3 separate regions of the Pan troglodytes genome follow, and all the other regions are linked to region 2. The links are chromatin contacts, called in public Hi-C maps. All regions are on one chromosome and are shown on one strand. The core of a region is the stretch at or near the end of the contact, and the rest is flanking DNA. Distances in the headings are between cores, read along the strand shown. Region 1 overlaps RUNX2 (RUNX family transcription factor 2). Region 2 has its middle 270 kb from the start of CDC5L. Region 3 holds the start of SUPT3H (SPT3 homolog, SAGA and STAGA complex component).

Region 1 (3,890 bases), core at 233-2,732, 750 kb after region 2:
CAAGCTTTGGAAGGCTTTAAAGAGTTTGGTAATAAGCAAGAAACGTAGTAGTACACAACGCCGAGGGTAAAACGGCCCTGTGCCCCCTTCTTGGGGTGTAATAGCCTCAAGCGGATTTCCCGGCTTCTGCGGGCGCAGCACATTGTTTTATTTGTTTTGAAGGCTCAGAGTTTGAGGCTGGTCGTAGACACCCACGTGCTCTGACTCTCATCAGCGTAATGATCGACTTAGCCAGAGTCGTGTCTATATAAACCACAAAAACCTAATCATTAGAAATCCCAGCCTCCAAAAACCACATTTTAGGTAAAAAGTGCCGCTTTTTTTCCGCGCTCCTTCATCCTCTCGACCACAACTTTTTGGGGGATCCAAAGTCGCTTTTTAAACCCACACTAGGAAATAAATACATAAATAAACAGCCACGGAAGCATTTTGAATTTTTTAGTTCGTATTTTTAATTTTTCCCCGTGAGCGCTGGGGAAGACAGACACGAAACTTAGTCTTAGATGTAGAATAGACTTAATAAAATATTTAAATTCATGGAAAACGGCTGGTGCTTTTCCCCAGCAAGGGTTTTGCAACTTATTTTAATCACAAAGCTGACAGTTTTTCAGTCCTTAAAACAAAAACAAACAAACAAACAAACAAACACCTCATTCTTGTTCTCTAGGAATGACAAGATTGAATATATAAGAAAAAAGAAATGTCCAGCTATGCACTTGAGTTCCTAAAAACTATTTTGACTAGATCTCCCTCCACCCCCCCCCTCATTTTTTTTGTGTCACTTAAAACAAAAAACACCGAAACCCTGCAAAATCTTTTTCCCTTGGGAGTCGCTCAGACAGAGGTGGGGGTGGAGGTGGGAGGGTGAAGAGTGCTGAGAAGTCAGCACAGACGCTCAAGAATTTTCCTTCCTCCTCTCCTGAAGTTACAACGAAAAATAGCGACAGTCAGATCAGCCGGGGGCTCTCTGGTGTCTTGGCTTCAATCTCTTCCTACAAAGAGGGGGTTCCTTGTCCTAGGGGTGGGGAGAGCAAGAGGACGCGACCTGGCGAGATTGCCCCTAGTCTGGGGCCGCCTCTAGGCTTCGGAAACTGCACACGGCGCGCGGGGGGCTCCTTCTCGCGGCCGGCTGGCGGCGGCAGCGGCTGCGATTCGCAGGCTCGAGATTCGTTGCCCCGAGATCCGCTGCCCACGACTTACCTCTTGGCACCTTGAAGCGCGAGAGACAGGGGAGCTTTGCAAATTGCAGGAGGGAGTGGATGCAAAGAGGTGGCTGTGAGAGGGCGAGAAGAAAAGAAGGGAAAGGAAGGAGCCTAGCCGGGGAGCCGGGCTGGCAGCCGCCGCGGGAGGAATCTGAGCGTGCAGCCGGCGCGGGGGGAGCGGCGGCCGCCGCGGAGGCGGCGGCGCGGGAGGGCGGAGGCGCGGCCGCCTGCAGCTGGGTAGCAGCGCGCGGCGCGGCGCGGCGCGGCGGTGGCGGGCAGCGCGCGGCAATGCCGGCCCCGGGGCTGGACTGCTGAACCCACACCGCTTCACCACCGGACTCGAACTGGGAGGGGGCGCCAGCGCACCCAGGACGCGGTGCCCCAAGGGACCCCATTCCAAGCTGCAAACTCAAGTCCCCCGCCTCCCCAGGCCAAACACACCCCCGCGCCCGTTCGCAGCTGCCACCCCGGGTGTTCCAAAGGCTCCGGCAAAGATCTGCGCCTCCCGGGTCTCCCTACCCGCCAGCCCGACTGCGCCGCATCGCCAGACTCTGTTGGCCCATCAGACTCCGCCCGGCAGTCGGCCTCATCAAACTTGATTTCTCACCTCCTCAGCCCCATCACCTCCATCCTCTTTCCCCCCGTCTCGCCTTCACCCCCCCAATTTCCTCCTTGCCCCTCATTTCCACCCTCCTCCCCCTCCCCCGGCCACTTCGCTAACTTGTGGCTGTTGTGATGCGTATTCCCGTAGATCCGAGCACCAGCCGGCGCTTCAGCCCCCCCTCCAGCAGCCTGCAGCCCGGCAAAATGAGCGACGTGAGCCCGGTGGTGGCTGCGCAACAGCAGCAGCAACAGCAGCAGCAGCAGCAGCAGCAGCAGCAGCAGCAGCAGCAGCAACAGCAGCAGCAGCAGCAGGAGGCGGCGGCGGCGGCTGCGGCGGCGGCGGCGGCTGCGGCGGCGGCAGCTGCAGTGCCCCGGTTGCGGCCGCCCCACGACAACCGCACCATGGTGGAGATCATCGCCGACCACCCGGCCGAACTCGTCCGCACCGACAGCCCCAACTTCCTGTGCTCGGTGCTGCCCTCGCACTGGCGCTGCAACAAGACCCTGCCCGTGGCCTTCAAGGTAAGAGGCTACACCGCCCCCCGCCCCCGGCCGGGAGCCGCGGAACCTGCCCGCCGGTGTCTTCCTGCCCACGGGGCTGGGCCCCGGACGTCCTCCAAGACCTCCTGCCTTGGCGGCTCTAACCCCAGAAACCCCCGGCCGGGCCTCTCCCTCCGGATGCCCTGGCGGGCTCGGGGCTCAGTCCCTCCGCGCAAATCCCTCCCTCTCCCACCTGTGCCCGCTGCCACCCCGACTTCAGCCCTAGTCCCCCTGACCCGTTCAGCACTCTTCATGCCTCCTGCCCGGCCTTGATTCTCACTCACTCCTTCGCGCCGTCTCCCTTTCCCCCAGGATCCCCAAAGTACCCACTCTTGCACTGCGAGCGGACTTGCTCCACCCCGCCCCTTTCCCGGGGGCGAGGATCCCCGACATTGTCCCCTGGGGCTCCCGCGTCCTTCCGGGACATCCCGGCCTGGCCGCATTGCGGGCTGCCCGCGCAGCCTCTCTTTGGGGCTCCGCGCGCTCTCACCCGCTTCCCTCACAGCCAAACGCCCCTCCTCAGGTCTCGGCGTCCCCTTCCCCGACCCGCAGAGTTCAGCGGTCCTGGTCCCTCCCGGGCTCCCGTGCCGGGATTCGTGGGGTGCCGGTGCCGGGCATTAGTGCCCGGGGCTGGGCGTGGGGTGCTGACTGAGGCGCGCGGGCTGCGCTACCAGTGCCCGGGAGGGTCCTGGACAAACCTAGGGTCTCCAGAGGAGGGGGTGTCAGGACGGGGGCGTTTGCTCTGTTCGCTGACCCGCGCCAGATCCCGTTACCGGGAGGAAGGCGGGGCCGCTGGGGCGTCCGCGAGCCCCGAAGCGGGGGCGTTCAGGGGGCCTGGGCGCTGAACCCTCGAGTGCTGGGAGGCGCGGGCCAGGGGAGGGGGCGGGAGCTCGGGCCGCTTCTTCCAGCCGGGACCGAGCTCTGCGCCTCGCCCCGCCAGGGAGGGATGAGGGAAACCTGTGGAACAACTTTAGTTCGCCCAACTTGAAAATGGAGGTGAAATTTTGTATTTTTGCTTTATTATTATTTTTAAAGGACTTAAATCTAAAAAAGATCCCTCCTGCTTCTGAAAGGTGGTGAGAGGCTCCTGCTGGTGGCCTGAGCACGGAGTGAGCTCGAAGGCTTGAGAGCGGCCTCTGCGCGCCCCGCGGACTCTTGTGCCTGCCCGGCCCGTTAGTTTGAGGGCGGGTGGCAGCCGCGGGAGTCGCAGGCAGGTGCTCCACAGGTTGAGGGTTTAGGATCTGGAGCCTCTCACAGTAGCCCGATGGCTCTCCATAACCCGATCCAGATTTCCCGGGGTAGCCCTCTACAGGGGGGAGACGCGGAGCCCCCAGGGCCCAGCGCACACTGGGTTGATGGGGAAACGGGTTCTCGGGCTGTCCACACTCGCAGGACTGTCCACACTCGCAAGACGCCAGGGATGCAGGGGTGTTAAGCCAGACGTGGAGATGAGACTCTCAGAAAGGTGCTTTGGGCCCTTGCTAACCTCTGAACTTGAGTAGGTGGGCCTGGGTCCCCTGGGTTCTGAGGTCTGTGGAGAGCAGG
Region 2 (3,860 bases), core at 693-3,192:
GGTCCCATCCCTGTTCCTTCTGCTGCCGGGGCCATCTGAGCTGCTCCTCACCCGGAGACAGAATGGATGCAGTGCCTCTCTGCACCCCCAGCCCCACCCCCAGCTCAGCCCGACACAATAACAAACAGCCCTGTGAAAAGCACTTACATTTATGAACTGTTTATAAATTTACCGACATTGATTTATGACTCTTGGCTAGACCTGATGTGAGTCTCTTTAGGGGTATTTCTTCCTTTCTTTCTTTCTTTCTTTGAATTTTTTTTTAAGTGTTAATGTTACGGTTCACATTCTTAATATAGCCACACGCCAGGAACTATCCGGAAGACAGCTGGGAGCCCGACCAATGACCCATGGGCAGGAACCTAGACTTGATTTATGCCGGGGCTGTGGCTGGTGGAGAAAGCTGTTTCTGGTTGGTTCGGGGACAGGCTGTTCTTTCAGAAGAAGACCCCTAAGAGAATGCCTCAGCTCTGAGGGGCAGTTGCAAGAAGCAGGAAGAGGGCAAACTGGATTTGGAACTGTGTGAACCTCACTGCTTCCTAGATATGTGACTTGAGACACCCTGAGCCCCAGTTTCCTCATCTAGGTAATAGGGATAATAAAACTGACCCTGAGTGGCAGCTACAAGAGTTAATGGGGCCCTATTGGTAAAATACTTAAATGTGGCTTCCCCATAGTAGGTGCTCAGTAAATGATGATGAGGACTTTCCAAAGCTTGATCAACAGTGATTATTTATTAGCCAGTTTTGTATACAGTTTGGAATGGAAATGTGCCACTAGCCTCTTCAATGAAGTTATAGTCAGGCTCCCCACACAGAGCCCAGACTCCCCTTCTCAGCCATGAAAAACGCTGGAGGGGCCTGGAGGAAAGTATGAATGAAGAGCTCCTCCCTGCCGCTGCTCTGCCTGTCACTGCACACACGAAGAAAATTGGTATCACTCTGGCCAGGTGCGGTGGCTCACACCTATAATCCTAGCACTTTCAGAGGCTGAGGCGGACAGGATTACTTGAGCGCAGGAGTTCGAGACCAGCCTGGGCAACGTGGTGAACCCCTGGTGGCATGCGCCTGTGGGAGGATGACGCAGGAGAGGCACTGGAGCCTGGGAGGCAGAGGTTGTCGTGAGCCGAGATTGCACCACTGCACTCCAGCCTGGGTGACACAGCAAGATCCTGCCTCAAAAAAAAAAAAAAAAAAAAAAAGAAAGAAAGAAAAAGAAGAAGAAGAAAAAAGAAAGAAAGTAAGGGAAGGAAGGAAGGGAGGGAGGGATGGAAGGAAGGAAGAAAGGAAGAAAAACAAAGGAAGAGGAAGGAAGAAAAAATTAGTATTACTCTCATTGTGTCACTAACTTTAATTACTACCTATATTATTATCTATGACTGTCTTTGCTAAGGAAAGAAGGAACTAACATTTATTGAACACCTTCAGTTGTCAAGAACTTGGCAGGACTTATTTTAAGTCTCATATAACCCTCTGAAGTGGGTGTTGTTATTCCTATTTTACAGATAAAGAAACTGAAATTCAGAGAGATTAAAGTAATTTTCCCATGATCCCACAGCTGGTAAGTGGCTGAGATAAGACAGAAACCCAGCCTCACTCCTAAACAACCCATTTCCCCCAAAACTCTTATCTACCTTATCTACCTACCTACCTACCTAAAAAAACAAAACAAACCCCTGAAATCCTGACTGAGGGCCTGAGAACCTCATGGTGAGGTGTGAAAACCCGTGCAGAGCACAGCATGTCCTGTGACATGAATATCAAGGAATGTCCCCAGGCAACCCGTGCCTGCTCAGCCGCTGTAATTGAGACAGACCCCACCTCTTGCGACAGAGCCTTTCTGGGTCTAAAAGAAGCAGGAACAACAAAGACAGAAGCAAACACCTGGGGCTCGAGTCTACCCGCAGGGACGCCCGCAGACACCAGGTGGCGCCCGAGTCTGGCCGAACGCTGAGCAACCCTCGGTCTGATTTCTGAGGGGACACAGCGTCCACCGACTGTCAAATAGAGTGGGTGGAGGTGATGGCCAGCCAAAGAGAGGTGTCCTAGCTATGGTTGGGTGGCCTGTGGGGGAGATGCTACGTGAGGGTGCCCTATCCAAACACTGAGCACCGTGGGGTGATCCTGATGTCTACCACAGTGACCCGGGGAGGAGTTGTGGGCTCATGGTCCCAGGGTCCTGCCATGCAGGCACCAGGGACAGAAGACGGAAGTGGGGGTTCCTTCAGTTCCTCCAAGAGAGCCGCTTTCCATTTCCCGGCAGAGGCCCCCTCGGCCCCTCCGCAGCTCTGTGCTTGGCCTGGGTGGACCCCGACCAGTGGATGTGGTTGAGCAGGAGGAGTCCTTAGACCCCAGCTTCTGGTCACAGGGGAAAGGAGTCTCCCGCGTTGGGGATCCCCATCCCCCTGGAAGCCAGGCCCTTCTGTCCAGGGCCCTGTGCCTTCTCTTACTGTGGACTGAGCCTCCACTCTTGGTTTCCACTTGGTAGAATGTCTGGACGAAAACAATCACACTTGGATTCCAGGTGACACAGACATGCCCAAAACCCTGGTAACATAGCTCAAGCAGAAAAAGGGACGATTTGATGTATCAGTCTCCTACCTTTGTCTGCCCCACCTCCTAATTACCGGGACCATCTCAGTCTTTCCAGGACTTGCCAATTTCATACATCCCAGTTTTTCTTATAAGTCATTGAAAATAGCCTGGAAAGCCCAATATTCAATGTGGCATCTCCCAAACAGCTTCTCTCAGCCAGAAGTGGGACAGAACTCTAAAAGTGCTGGGGTTTGGTTTACATACTAAGGTCACCCATGGCCTATCCTATATTCCTAAGGTGAGGCTGTTGGAAGGGGAGAGGCTCCTTCTACCCACGCAGAGCAACATGGAAAGGCAGCCACCTGCCCCCTCAGCTTGCAGCCTGGAGGCCTTTGCGTTCCTCTCCATTTATATGTCCTGGATTCCAGAGCCAAAATCTTCTACGCCCATAGACAGAGAGTAGGTTCATTCAGAGGCTCATTAATTACATGGCTAAGAGAAGGAAGGGGAAGAAAAGACTCATGAAAATGTTCATTTAAACTTAATTGCTGCCCATGCTCTTGCTAATTGAAGTAGCTCCGTTGCATTTCACTTATGTACCTGAGTGTATTTAAAATGGGATATTGCACAGTATAAACTAAGCCACATCACAAACTAACGATCTGGAAAATCTCAGTTAAATAAACAAAGCTGGCTTTAAGTTACACAGGAGAAACATGTAGTCTCCCGTGCGTACACACACACACACACACACACACACACAGACACACATACAGCCAAAGCACCAGGATCTCAGACCTTCGGTTCATATCTTCTCCTTCATAGTTCAAATTAAACACAGTCTCTTGCTCTCTCTTTTCCTTATTAAATTTATTTTTAACAGTACCTTAAAAAAATAAACTCACCCCTCTGTGCCACTCCTATGCCAGGTGCAGCCAGGGGCAAATTTTTACAGCTGAATTACATGACCTGAAAAATACGGAGCACATAATGAGAACATTGAGAGACCCCATCTCTAGCACCGGGCCAGTGCTGGTGTAATAATATTCCTGGAGAGAGCAGTAGCCGGGGCAGCTGTGGAGTCAGGCTGAAGCCCTTACTCAGCATGAGGAATTATATATATCTTGGAACTCTTTCCTGAACCTAAACATTATTGCTGAGAAAGGGATAACAGTGTGAGTGGCCATCGCTCGCCAGCCAGGGCTCACACACTGCTTCGAATGTGAGTTTCCTCCCAAGGCTGAGGGGAAACGTTCCAGACCCAACTTTGCCTAGGGCAGGGATGAGGATGGGGCTGAAGGCCTGGGAAGTCTTTGACTCTGGAGT
Region 3 (3,908 bases), core at 351-2,850, 710 kb after region 2:
TTAGGAATTGGGCCCGAGAGGGCTAGGATTTTTGAAGGATTGGGTGACCGGCACTGGAAGTTGATTTTCAACTCCGAGGAAGAGATTCACCGTTCTAAGCTTCTTTCCAGGAATTGGAGTGAACGGGATCTTAATGGGATTGCGCGTTTACAATGGTGAAGGGAAACGGAGGGGTCTGAGCGCTCCCCGCAGGGCCGCAGTACGGGCGTGCGGACGTGGAACCCTTTCTGGGACGGCGAAACCAGCTCTTCCGCCGCTTCCGCGCGCCATCACTCCCTACCCTGACCTCGCACAGAATCTGTTTCATTAATCTGCTATTAATGTTTTTTCCCCAACTCATGTTACTAGACGCAGGCGTTTAACTACCATGTTTTGTTATTGAAAACTTTGTCTACTTGAAGGCTTTTTTTTTTTTTTTTTGGACGATTCTGTGTTTAGATTTTGGCCTGTTCCTCATTTTAAAATCTTGCACCCCCAGTATTGCACTGTACATCCTGTCCTGCCATATTTGATTGATATAGATGTAGTTCTTTAAATAATACAGTAGTCGTAAGACAATGCTTTCAGTCTTTCACTCTTTATATTATATGAAGTCTTATTTATATTTTAACATTCTTATTGGCTGCTTAGAGAAGAAAACTGGTTATCCATGCTCACCTTCACACCTGTGTTGTCAAATACTATAAAATACTGTATTTTATAGGGATTCAAGTATTAACCCTCACCAAGTCTTTTTAAGCATCACTGCTTCAGTTATTTTCTTGCCTATAGATACTGTGAGTTCTGAAATCCCTTCCTTCTATTTGCTTAAATTGTTTAAAATAGCAACTTATTTGGTTATTTCCTCTGTGGATTGTAGTTGAGTCTGCTAGTGTTGTGTTTGATTCTCTTTAATCTCCCCAATGCTTCAATATTTGCCAAATACCTAAAATTCCAAAAGAATAGATATATTTAGAATGTGAGAGCTCAGCTTGATGTGTAAATCAGGGATCAATTCATTGCTGAGCAAAGTGTGCAGTATAAGGGAAAGTAACAGAGTGAGTATGGTGATAACTTCTTACATGGGAAGACTGGTTGAAAGCTCTTTTGAGTACATTACCAAGAAATTAGTTAACAGAAGATTAAGAGAAAAATTAATGTTCACATCTAAAGAAACATAAAAGTAGATCATTTCAATTAAAATTGTGTTCAGTTAATGTTATCATAGAAGTTCCTGCACTGGAGTTTCACCTGCATCAGTTGAGTACCTGTTTGATCCAGTTTATCAGGATAGAATCCAGATCATCTTATTCTAGGATACTGGTGTCCAGCCTGCATAAAATCACACACAGGCCAGGCGCGGTGGCTCACGCCTGTAATCCCAGCACTTTGGGAGGCCGAGACGGGCGGATCACAAGGTCAGGAGATCGAAACCATCCTGGCCAACATGGTGAAACCCCGTCTCTACTAAAAATACAAAAAAGTATCCGGGCGTGGTGGCACGTGCCTGTAGTCCCAGCTACTCGGGAGGCTGAGGCAGGAGAATCGCTTGAACCTGGGAGGCGGAGGTTGCAGGGAGCCGAGATCACGCCACTGCTCTCCAGCCTGGCAACAGAACTAGACTCCGTCAAAAAAAGAAAAAAAAAAATCACGCACAACAAAAGTTAATGAGAGTGACACATGGAGAAGGGACACTGAGTTAAGGCATTGATACAGGAAGTTTAAAATTTTATTCTTAGGAAACTGAATTGGGCTGTTGGCAGAGATCTGAGTTTTAAAGTCACATGAGTTAACCAGGTTCCTACCTCCTGGAATTTCTTAAAATCCATTTTTGAAAATCTGATTTAGCCATAATTTTGCTCATAGTTTGAGACCATTGCTATATACAAAGGGCCAAAAATATTTTTGCATTACATTCATATCAAATATCCTAAACTATCAGTGGTACTAGGGTATCTTAATTATAACAAAGCTAAAACAGCGAAGCTGTTGCTGAAGTTAAGGCTTTGATGACTACCACCTCTCAGAAAAACAAGTGATTTTCCAAGGCATGTGGGGAAAACACATCAGGAGACCAAGTTAATTTATCACTCCACAAAAATGTCTCCATGACCTGGACAAAATTGTTAAAGAAAAATGAAGCATTGTTAGCGTAGACTTTAACGTTCCTCTGGCATGTAACATTCACGTAGACTCACTAGTGCAAAGAGAAAGTGCATGTATCTAAGTAAAAGTGCCCATGGGCATCTTAAAATGATTAGGTAGTAAGCCCACATTCTCAAAAGAGCAGCAGAAGTCATGGCTAATATGGAACCATCTCTCTGATTCCATGGAAGTGGTTTCTTTTTATTATTATTTTTTGAGACAGAGTCTCGCTCTGTCACCCAGGCTGGAGTGCAGTGGCCCGATCTCGGCTCACTGCAACCTCCTCCTCCCCAATTCAAGCGATTCTCCTGCCTCAGCCTCCTAAGTAGCTAGGATTACAGGCGTGTGCCACCACGCCCGGGTAATTTTTGTATTTTTAATAGAGACGGGGTTTCACCATGTTGGTCAGGCTGGTCTCAAACTCCTGACCTTGTGATCTGCCTGCCTCGGCCTCCCAAAGTGCTGGGATTACAGGCGTCAGCCACCGCACCCGGCCAGAAGTGGTTTCTTCTCATGTGTATGCTACAGTGACAGTTCAGGTGACTTGGAAATTCTTTGTTGTTTGAGATTCATAACCCTTACTTGCTAGGATGTTTGTGGGGACTTTTTATTTTCTATTTATCAATTATTTCATCCTTTGCTATATTTGCCTTCTATTTTTAATGCTTAAGTTGTCACCATGGAAATAAACTGGGTAGATTGCATATTGTTTAGAACCGTATATTGCAATTGTTGCTATATTTGTTTTCTGACGTTGAGAACTGTTTTCCAATTGCATTCTCAAAAGTATCTTGTTTTATGTTTAGAGCAAGTTGTTCTGACCAAAAAGATTACTCAGCCCGGTGGTACCTGAGCAAGTCACTTAACATCATTGGACCCCAGTTTTTGTATCTGTGGAATGAGATGATAGAACCAAATGAATTAAAACCTTACAGCCCTAAAATTCTATGTTCCTTCAAAATGGGAATAGCCAAAGGATGGATCCTAAAGTTGTGCAGAATAATTTCAGCATTTGTGCTGCAAAAAATACGAAAGTATTCAGGGCTTTTCTTTTTTTTTTCTTTTGAGACAGGGTTTCCCTCTCTGTTGCCCAGGCTGGAGTGAAGTCATGCAGTCATAGCTTACTGTAGCATCAACCTTCTGGGCTCAAGCAATCCTTCCACCTCAGCCTCCTCAGTAGCTGGGACTACAGGCATGTGCCACTACACTCAGCTAATTTTTAAATTTTGTGTATAGATGGGGATCTCCCTAGGTTGCCCAGGCTGGTCTCAAACTCCTAGGCTCAAGAGATCCTCCTGCCTCAGCCTCCCAAAGTGCTGGGATTACAGGAGTGAGCTGCCATGCCCTGCCTGATGTTACACATTTCAAAAGAAAAACCAACATGAAAAGATGTATCAAATATGCTGATGCACTGCAGGGGGTTGGGGTGTCACAAAATTATTAAGGTGTAATCAAATTGGCTTCCCCTACCTTCCAATTGCATTCATAAGGAAAAGCAGTACAATAATTAGAAAAGAAATGTTAAAAAATTTTACAGTACCAGGTAGCTTGTGGAATTGTAATCATGATCATCCTCTTAGGGACCTATCATTGTAGATTTCACAGTCCAGGGTCTTTTAAAAGTAGTGCTTGGCTGCTGAAAAAATGATTATGTTTTTGAGAGTCAGAATGGTAAGGGAACCATGGAATACCAGAGTTTCAAAGAGCCTTTGAGCTCTTCAGGCACATGAAAACTTAGTTGTTCCCGTTCCCATGGAATCCAATATGTAATACTCTTGTACTGG

Evidence for each region. Hi-C and Micro-C count contacts between places; a contact is called where the count stands out from the background.
Region 1: a contact with region 2 is called in a Hi-C map of stem cell-derived neural progenitor cells, with 5 times the contacts expected there. The contact joins two enhancer-like sites. A contact is called at or near these places in 3 of 7 Hi-C or Micro-C datasets (induced pluripotent stem cells, a lymphoblastoid cell line and stem cell-derived neural progenitor cells), 1 of 1 datasets of contacts at active chromatin or transcription factors (stem cell-derived excitatory neurons) and 1 of 1 other capture datasets (stem cell-derived neural stem cells).
Region 3: a contact with region 2 is called in a Hi-C map of stem cell-derived neural progenitor cells, with 4 times the contacts expected there. The contact joins the promoter of SUPT3H here to the enhancer-like site in region 2. A contact is called at or near these places in 1 of 7 Hi-C or Micro-C datasets (stem cell-derived neural progenitor cells) and 1 of 1 datasets of contacts at active chromatin or transcription factors (stem cell-derived excitatory neurons).

What each region holds. Positions count from the first base shown.
Region 1 is chr5:51,305,794-51,309,683 of NHGRI_mPanTro3-v2.0_pri, forward strand. It overlaps RUNX2 (RUNX family transcription factor 2), which reads left to right. Exons shown (of 9, transcript XM_001142127.6): 3 at 1,954-2,327. Among named protein-coding and RNA genes, the nearest start is that of SUPT3H, 43 kb to the left of the region's middle. Within about 2 kb of position 1,483, at least 14 of the 24 cell types and tissues checked have an H3K27ac peak or open chromatin away from gene starts, as enhancers often do. A contact at or near this core is called in stem cell-derived neural progenitor cells, where this site is marked.
Region 2 is chr5:50,552,264-50,556,123 of NHGRI_mPanTro3-v2.0_pri, forward strand. No RefSeq gene overlaps it. Among named protein-coding and RNA genes, the nearest start is that of CDC5L, 270 kb to the left of the region's middle. Within about 2 kb of position 1,943, at least 2 of the 24 cell types and tissues checked have an H3K27ac peak or open chromatin away from gene starts, as enhancers often do. A contact at or near this core is called in stem cell-derived neural progenitor cells, where this site is marked.
Region 3 is chr5:51,263,486-51,267,393 of NHGRI_mPanTro3-v2.0_pri, forward strand. SUPT3H (SPT3 homolog, SAGA and STAGA complex component) reads right to left here and starts at 1,601. Exons shown (of 12, transcript XR_680802.5): 1 at 1-1,601. All of the region lies in intron 2 of RUNX2 (RUNX family transcription factor 2), which reads left to right.